Linked DNA regions of Hordeum vulgare: region 2 is linked to region 1. A link is a contact called in public Hi-C data. All regions are on one chromosome and are shown on one strand. Each heading gives the region's core, a stretch centred on a gene start, on an enhancer-like site or on the middle of the called end of the contact. The rest is flanking DNA. Distances are from core to core; before and after follow the strand shown. Region 1 holds the start of LOC123437899 (probable glucuronosyltransferase Os03g0107900). Region 2 holds the start of LOC123437957.

The links. Hi-C and Micro-C count contacts between places; a contact is called where the count stands out from the background.
Region 2: a contact with region 1 is called in a Hi-C map of seedling, with 4 times the contacts expected there. The contact joins the promoter of LOC123437957 here to the promoter of LOC123437899 in region 1. A contact is called at or near these places in 1 of 6 Hi-C or Micro-C datasets (seedling) and 1 of 1 datasets of contacts at active chromatin or transcription factors (embryo).

The regions. Positions count from the first base shown.
Region 1 is chr1H:370,116,438-370,120,091 of MorexV3_pseudomolecules_assembly, forward strand. It overlaps LOC123437899 (probable glucuronosyltransferase Os03g0107900), which reads right to left and starts at 1,607. Exons shown (of 4, transcript XM_045115739.1): 1 at 801-1,607; 2 at 455-702; 3 at 1-258. The coding sequence starts at 1,370. It overlaps LOC123437941, which reads left to right and starts at 1,756. Exons shown (of 2, transcript XM_045115743.1): 1 at 1,756-2,029; 2 at 2,177-2,749. The coding sequence starts at 1,855. The coding sequence ends at 2,514.
Region 2 is chr1H:370,321,183-370,324,836 of MorexV3_pseudomolecules_assembly, forward strand. LOC123437957 reads left to right here and starts at 1,889. Exons shown (of 15, transcript XM_045115744.1): 1 at 1,889-2,633; 2 at 3,030-3,116; 3 at 3,300-3,400; 4 at 3,498-3,548. The coding sequence starts at 2,238.

The DNA of each region.
Region 1 (3,654 bases), core at 357-2,856:
CTCTCGGCCACCTGCAGCGAGATGTCGGGCCACCGTAGCACGCCGGGGAACGGCAGGCGTATGTCATCTGCGATGACGACGGGGATGCAGCCCAGGAGGACCGACTCCACTAGACGAGGGCTCCATGGCGCCCACCCCAGCGGGCAGATGCAGAACAAGGAGCGCGCCATCTCCGACCGGTAGCCGTCGTTCCGTTTCCGCTTCAGGTAGAACTTGCGGTTGCGGCCATACAGCCGCAGAAGTTCAGTCCTCACCTTCCTGAACGTGATGAATCGATTGATAATCATACTTGGTGACATGAATTTCGTATTCTACATATGGTGATGCAATTTATGAACTTTGCGTCCTGGATATTTGACCAGTGGACTGTGCAAGATGAAGCAAAATGACGAGTATTCTTGCCCATGAATTTCTTATAAGGCGATGTACTCCTCGCCAAGTGGATGCTTATTACCTGCTGTAGAAGTGGCCACTGATGTTCTTGGGGTGGACCTCCATCTTGCCCCGGAAGAAGGCAAATATGTCCCGATGCGCCTTCTCCGGCTCCGGCAGCTCCCGAGGAGCCAGCTCAGGCGGCACGTAGGGCGGGATCACCACATGCTCCACGTCCTGGCAAGGGTGCCGGCCCTGCACGCCGAATGTCTGCAGTAGGATCGACCCCTTCAAGAACTCCGGGATACCGGCGGCCATCGCCACATCCTCCTGATTGATCAACCATTAGGCCGCAAGATCAGGCACAAGAACAATGCACGCAAGAAACAGCTGAGGATTAGAGGCTGGATCGAGCAGCGGGCGGTCACCATGGGGTGGAAGCAGGCGCCGAAGTCGTGCGACGCGACGAAGACGTGGTCGGCCCCAGCGGAGAGGTTCCAGAAGGGCATCTGGGCGCGGACGAGGCCGACGGCGTCGGCGAGCAGCCCGCGCGCGTGCGCCAACGACGGGAGCCCCGTGGGCGTGGAGAAGTTGCAGCAGGCGTAGACGGGCACGAGGAAGAGGTCGGCCTCCTCGGGGCGCAGCCCCGCGCGCCGCTGCCGCAGCAGCAGCGCCTCGTGCACGGCCACCTCGGCGGCGAAGAGGTGGCGGGAGCACCGCGCGTCGGCGGCCGCCCAGCGCCGGTTGAAGCGCGGCGGGAGGTCGTAGGCGTAGATCCGGACGCCGGGGCGGGGCTCGGAGCCGGGGCCGCGGCGGGAGGGGGGCAGTGCCGGGAGGAACAGGTAGGCGGAGAGGGCCAGCCAGAGGATCCACCGCCACCTGTAGAAGTGGCGCGTCCTGAGCCTGTCGAGGAGGTGGAGGTGGCGCGGCTTGTGGGCTCTTGCTGTCTTCTGCTTCGGGTCTCTCATGGCGGGGGAGGGGTTCGTTCGATCGAGCATCGGAGCCAGGTGTTAGGCTGCGGACACTAGTTCTAGCTCAGATTCTTCTCCATTTCCGCCTCGGACTTCTCGCTCGGCGGGGCGCGCGACGGCCATTGCTGGCGGAGCTTTGACTCTCGTAATCCTTCCTTCTCGGTTGAGAGAAGCTGGGAAACAGTGAGGGGAAAGTGAGCGAAAGGGAGAGCCGATGCGTGTGATGATCACCCACTGGCATGTGGGGCCACCTGGCCCACATGCTGGCGTCACATCAGCGCGTGCAGCGTCCACGTCGGTCGGACTGGGCTATTCTACTCTGCCGTACCGACACCAGGAAATGGCGCGCACGTCGTCGTCATCCTATAACGAGTTGGGCTCACGTCGACCACCATGGCCGATAAAGCCGCCGCGCGCTAGCTTGACACACAGCTCGCTCGGTCGACCCCATTTCACCGGCCCATCCATTGCATTCCATCGAGCAAGCTAGCTACTTGGTCGTTCGTCGGCGATGGCTTGGAGGAGGGGGTCGATGCTGGCCGCGCTCGTGCTGGTGGCCGTGGCGACGTGCGCCGACGCCGGTGACAGCTACGGCGCGTCCAAGTTCACGGTGACGGGCACCGTGCTGTGCCAGGACTGCACCAAGAACTGGAACGCCTACGCCTACAACGCCAAGCCCATCGCCGGTACGGTCCGCCCGAACCTTCTATTACTTATATCTCTAGCACGCACTGGCCATCGCTCCTCGCCGGCGACCTGCACCTTCGTTGCTCTTGGCGTGCGCACGACGGCATGATCGACGAATATGTATGTATGCTGTGATGGTTTCGCAGGCAGCGTGGTGGCGGTGACGTGCCTGGACGAGCACACGGGGCGGACGGTGATCCACCGGACGGACACGACGGACGAGGAGGGGGTCTTCAAGGTGGACGTGCCGTACGCCCACGACGGCGGCAGCTGCCGCCTCGACCCGGCCCACTGCCTCGTCCGCCTCGTCAGGTCCGGGGACAAGGGCTGCGCCGTGCTCACCGACTTCAACGGCGGCAGGACCGGCGAGAAGCCGTCCCGCCCCTCGCGGGTCTGCCCCACCGAGGTCGCCTACTCGGCAGGGCCCTACTACGCCACCGTGCCGCAGTGCGACGTCGACGACGACGACAAGAGCTGTTCCTGATCGATCGAGTCATCTCTTCGTCTCTGCGCGGCCTTGTTATGCAGGTGGAACGATCGGTTCTGGCGTTTGGGTTCAAGTTTTCTATACACGGGTTCTGAATGGTTCCATGCTAGCATACATGTGCGTGTTTGTTTTGCTTCTAAAATGTCCGTGCGTACGATTTTTGTAACATGATCTGATTTGTACTGTCAATGACTATTGTTTTTTGAGCTTATCTACTCCCTCCGTTTCAAAATATAAGACATTTCACTAGGAGACTACAAACGGAGTAAAATAAATGAATCTATACTCTAAAATACGTCTATATACATTCGTATGTAGTTCATAATGCAATCTTTAAAAGGTCTTATATTTAGAAACGGAGGGAGTATGTGTTATGTTTCTATGTTAGGTTTCGTAATGCACCGGTGCTTATTTCTACAAGATAGGTGTCTAAGACCCTGTTTGGAACCATCCAGATTATATAATCTAGTTTTTATAATCTATTATGTTTTCAAACAGGACAACCTATAATGTAGATTATAAAAACTAGATAGATAGATTATTAAAAACTCGTAATCTACTCTATACCAACTAAAATCAGATTATGAATTGCTAATGACCCATTACCCTTATAAAATTGGAGATAATAACATTTCTACCACCGCTACCCTCCTCTTTAAAAAAACAGAGGATAGACAGGTCATTATGCAATGTAAAACCTGGATTACAGTTTATATAATCTGGCCTCCAAACATGTTCACCTAGATTATTTTTATAAACCAGATTATATAATTTATCTTCATAATCCAGATTATCATAATTTATTATGGTTTCAAACAGGGCCAATTAAGCGTCTATTCTATGCAAATAAGTAGGTGCTTAAAAAAATCTAATTTATTTTTTTAAACACCTCGTCTAAACATCTTACATTGTACAAGGTCTTATACCTACTCCCTCCGTCCACAAATAAGTGTGTATATAGATTTGTACTTAGTCAAACTTTTTAAAATTTGATCAACTTTATAAAAAATAGTAGCAACATATATGGCATGAAAATGATATATTTGGAAACTTTATGTAAAGATAAATCTATTGATACTTATTTGATGTCATAAATGCTAACACCTTTTTCAATAAAGTTAGTCAAAGTTTAACTAG
Region 2 (3,654 bases), core at 639-3,138, 210 kb after region 1:
TTCCCCTTTTCATTCTTAGATCTCGGGGCGAGATCTCTTGTTAGTGTAGGAGAGTTGTGACAGCCCGAGATCGACGCTCCAGAAGATTCTCCTTTTATTTCGTTGTCGACGTGTTGTTAGATTGTCTGTCGCGGGCTCATCGCATCATGCGCATCATCTGCATTGCATCGACACTCCGTTGCCGACACTTTTCAAAACTTGCATTCGTTATTAGTTTTCGATTCTTCCCGTGTTCGTCGTTGTCCGTTTTGAGCCCGACCACACACGCACGCTCCCGTGGCATCGATAAAATATTGTTTTTAAAACTGCTCAGAAAATATTGTCGGATTGGGTTGAAACTTGGCGTGCGGTCGATCTAGGATGGGTTTCTTCTTCTTTTTCTTCATCCATCTAGGATGGGTTCCAGGGTGGCAGCTTGGGATAGCAAGGATGTACGTCGTTCTTTTATCGTTTGTTTTCGTCCATAGACGGACCCTGCTCTTCTTCATGATGATTGATCATGTTGTTGTATTGATGTGACATTGATGTAGCATGTGGCGAGTGTAAGCCAGCTCCTTATACTCATCTTTTTAGTACATGTACTTGTGACGATATCCATTCTTGCGAAACGACGAGATGCGTTTCTATCCGTGTCGAGGCCCTTGCACCAAAATAAGGATAGGACTGTCTTGGGCGTTACAAATGCCTAGCAACTATAGAGGATAGAGAAAAGATGAGTATCATCCCCTATGCCTCAGCGATAGGCTTTATCATGTATGCAATGTTGTGCACAAGATCAGATGTCAGCCTTGCCATAAGTATGGTCAGAAAGTTTCAAAGTGATCCAAGAGTGGAACACCGAACAACAGTCAAAAATATCCTTAAGTACTCGAAGAGTACTAAGGAGATTTTTCTTGTTTATGAAGGTGATCAAGAGCTTGTCGTAAAGGGTTACGTCAATGCTAGCTTTGACACAGACCCGAATGACTCTAAGTCTCAAACCGGATACACATTTATTTTGAATGGTGAAACCGTCAGCTCATGTAGTTCCAAGCAAAGTGTGGTAACAGATTCTACTTGTGAAGCGGAGTACATAGCTGCTTCGGAATCAACGAAGGAAGGTGTATGACTTAGCAGTTCATGACGGATCTTGGAGTTGTGCCGAGTGCACTGGGTCCAGTGACCCTCTTTTGTGACAATACCAATGTCATTGATCTAGCCACAGAACCCAGGTTTCACAAAAGGACCAGACACGTAAAGCCCCACTTCAATTCCATCTACGATTATATTAAAGAGGATGACATAAACATTTACAAAGTACACACGAATTTGAATGTTGCAAACCCGTTGACTAAGCCTCTCTCACGAGCAAAACCAACGATGCCGCGATATTCAACATGTAATCTGTACTACCTTGAAATCATTACAATCAAAGTAGTACACATGGTATTATCTTTTTAAGAGAGTCCGTATCTAGGTAAATCCTTGTCTTCTCTTATCATCGCATCAAGGCTACATGTTCGAATCCCCATACTCGAAATTTGTTGGATTTGACTTCACCAACCAACCTCGTCGGGCTTTTGCGAGGTTTAGCAACAATGCGTGCGGTGTGGATTGCGGCGGATGAAATAGGGTTAGCTAACCTTAAAAACCCTTTGTTCCCGTACATATAACGGTGAAGGGGGAGTATGCGGGTAGCCGCAATTTATAAAAAGAAAATGAAAACTCTGCAAAATCACCAGGATTTTACGCGTCGGCGAGGTTTTGTGGGATCTGGTAGAATTGCTCTTATATCACGAAACAAAATGTAGAAATGACAACAAATACGAACCATACGATGTTTCCATTGTACGCTACAGCTAGACACAGAGGCAGAGGAGGTGGTGCGTCCTGCTGCTTGCGTTGCGGCCTTGCGCGTATTCCAGCTCGGGCTCTCACGGCCACGCAAGTCCCACAGATTCGTTCGTTCGTTCGTTCCCCCCCCCCCCCCCCCCCCCCCCGCGGCGCGGCGGTTGCTCGGCTCGGCAATTCGCCTGATCGATCCCAACCCTCCTCCTCACTCCTCCTTCTCCCCCCCTCCCTCGTAACGCGTCGCCAAATCCAAACCCCCGAACCAACCCGAGTCGATCAAACCCCTACTCGTGGGCTCGCGACGAGTCGCATGGCAGCAACAACGCGCAGCTCCCACTGACCCAGCCCAGCCACAGCCAACCCACTGCCCCCCGAGACGAGGCGGCTCTCCGATCGCCGCCGCTCCAATGTGGCGGCGCGGGGCCCACTCCGACGCCGCCCACCACCTCCCCGCCGCCGGCGCCGGCGGGTCCACCTCGGCCGCCGCCGCCGCCGCGGGCGCCGTGCGGAGGCGACGGCGGCCCGGGCTGTCGTGCCGTCCGAGCCACCTCTTCTTCGCCCTCCTCGTCGCGCTCTTCACGGCCTCCCTGCTCGTCGTCTGGCAGCTGCTCCCCATCGGCGACGGCGACGGCGACGCGGCGGCGGACGGGGAGGAGGCGCCGGCGCCGCCGGACGGGGGAGGGACGACGCGGTTCTCGGCCTCGCGCATGGTGCTGCGCGCGTTCGACACCGAGAGCCACCTCGAGGCCGCGAGATCCGCGCGTCGGTGGTGGCCCGGCCTCGAGCCCGTCAGGCTAGCGCTCGTGAGTGCTCCTGTCCCCTCGCTCTCGCGTAACTCAATAAATGTATAACATATATCACGCTTAGTACCTCGTAGCTTAGCCGCATCAGTTCCGAAATTTCGGTTCCGGTGAGGAATGCTCATTTTTAATCTATATATCTAGTGGAGCTCTGTCTGGAGTTTACCCAAGTGAAACGTGGACAGTTTCGATCGATAGTGTTACTACAATTATTTATCATTTCATCTATACTGATCAGAGATTATTGGACGGAGGAACAAACATGCTTACATAGATAGACGCACCTCGTGTTTGCCTGGGTAATTGGTTTTTTTATTGGTCAAGTCTCGTAGTACGTATGAATTGTTTTTGTGGCAGCCGCATGCCATGGAGTTGAGTTTGGCTCTTGCATTGTTTCAGGTTGTGGGAACTATGAACATAGACGCAGAGTCCCTGATGCTGACTACCTTAGCAAAGAGTCTTGTGGGACTCGGATACGAGATCGAGGTGAGTTGCTGCTTTGCAATGACAATGAAACACTGTAGACTGAGAGTCCAGTTGTCACTGGGTTGCATATTTCAAATTGCGATGAGCATAGGCTGAGAGTAATCTGTAACTGGCGATGACCAATTTATCCCATGTTAAGAACACTTCACACCTTTTTTTGTTGACTTTGTCGGTATGGAGCAGGTTTTAGCATTCGTGGATGGGAAAGCTCACGATATTTGGAAAGCTATTTGCCATGTAAATGTTGTGAGCTTTGAGAAGCTGAAGTATGTCGATTGGTCAAAGTGAGAACTGAATACTTAGCGTGGAACATTTTCCTTTATTCACATGTTATTCGTACTAATCTCTTGGTGCTTATATTCTCTGCACCTGATTTTGTAGATACAATACTGTGCTCGTAAGCTCTCTTGAAGGGAAAAGGGTTGTTTCGATGTGAGTCCGTGATTTGTTTCTTTTTAGACACAGTGTCAATTTCAGATACAGTTATTTGTGCGACCACATATATTGTTTCTCCATGCCTAATTCAGCTAAAACAGTA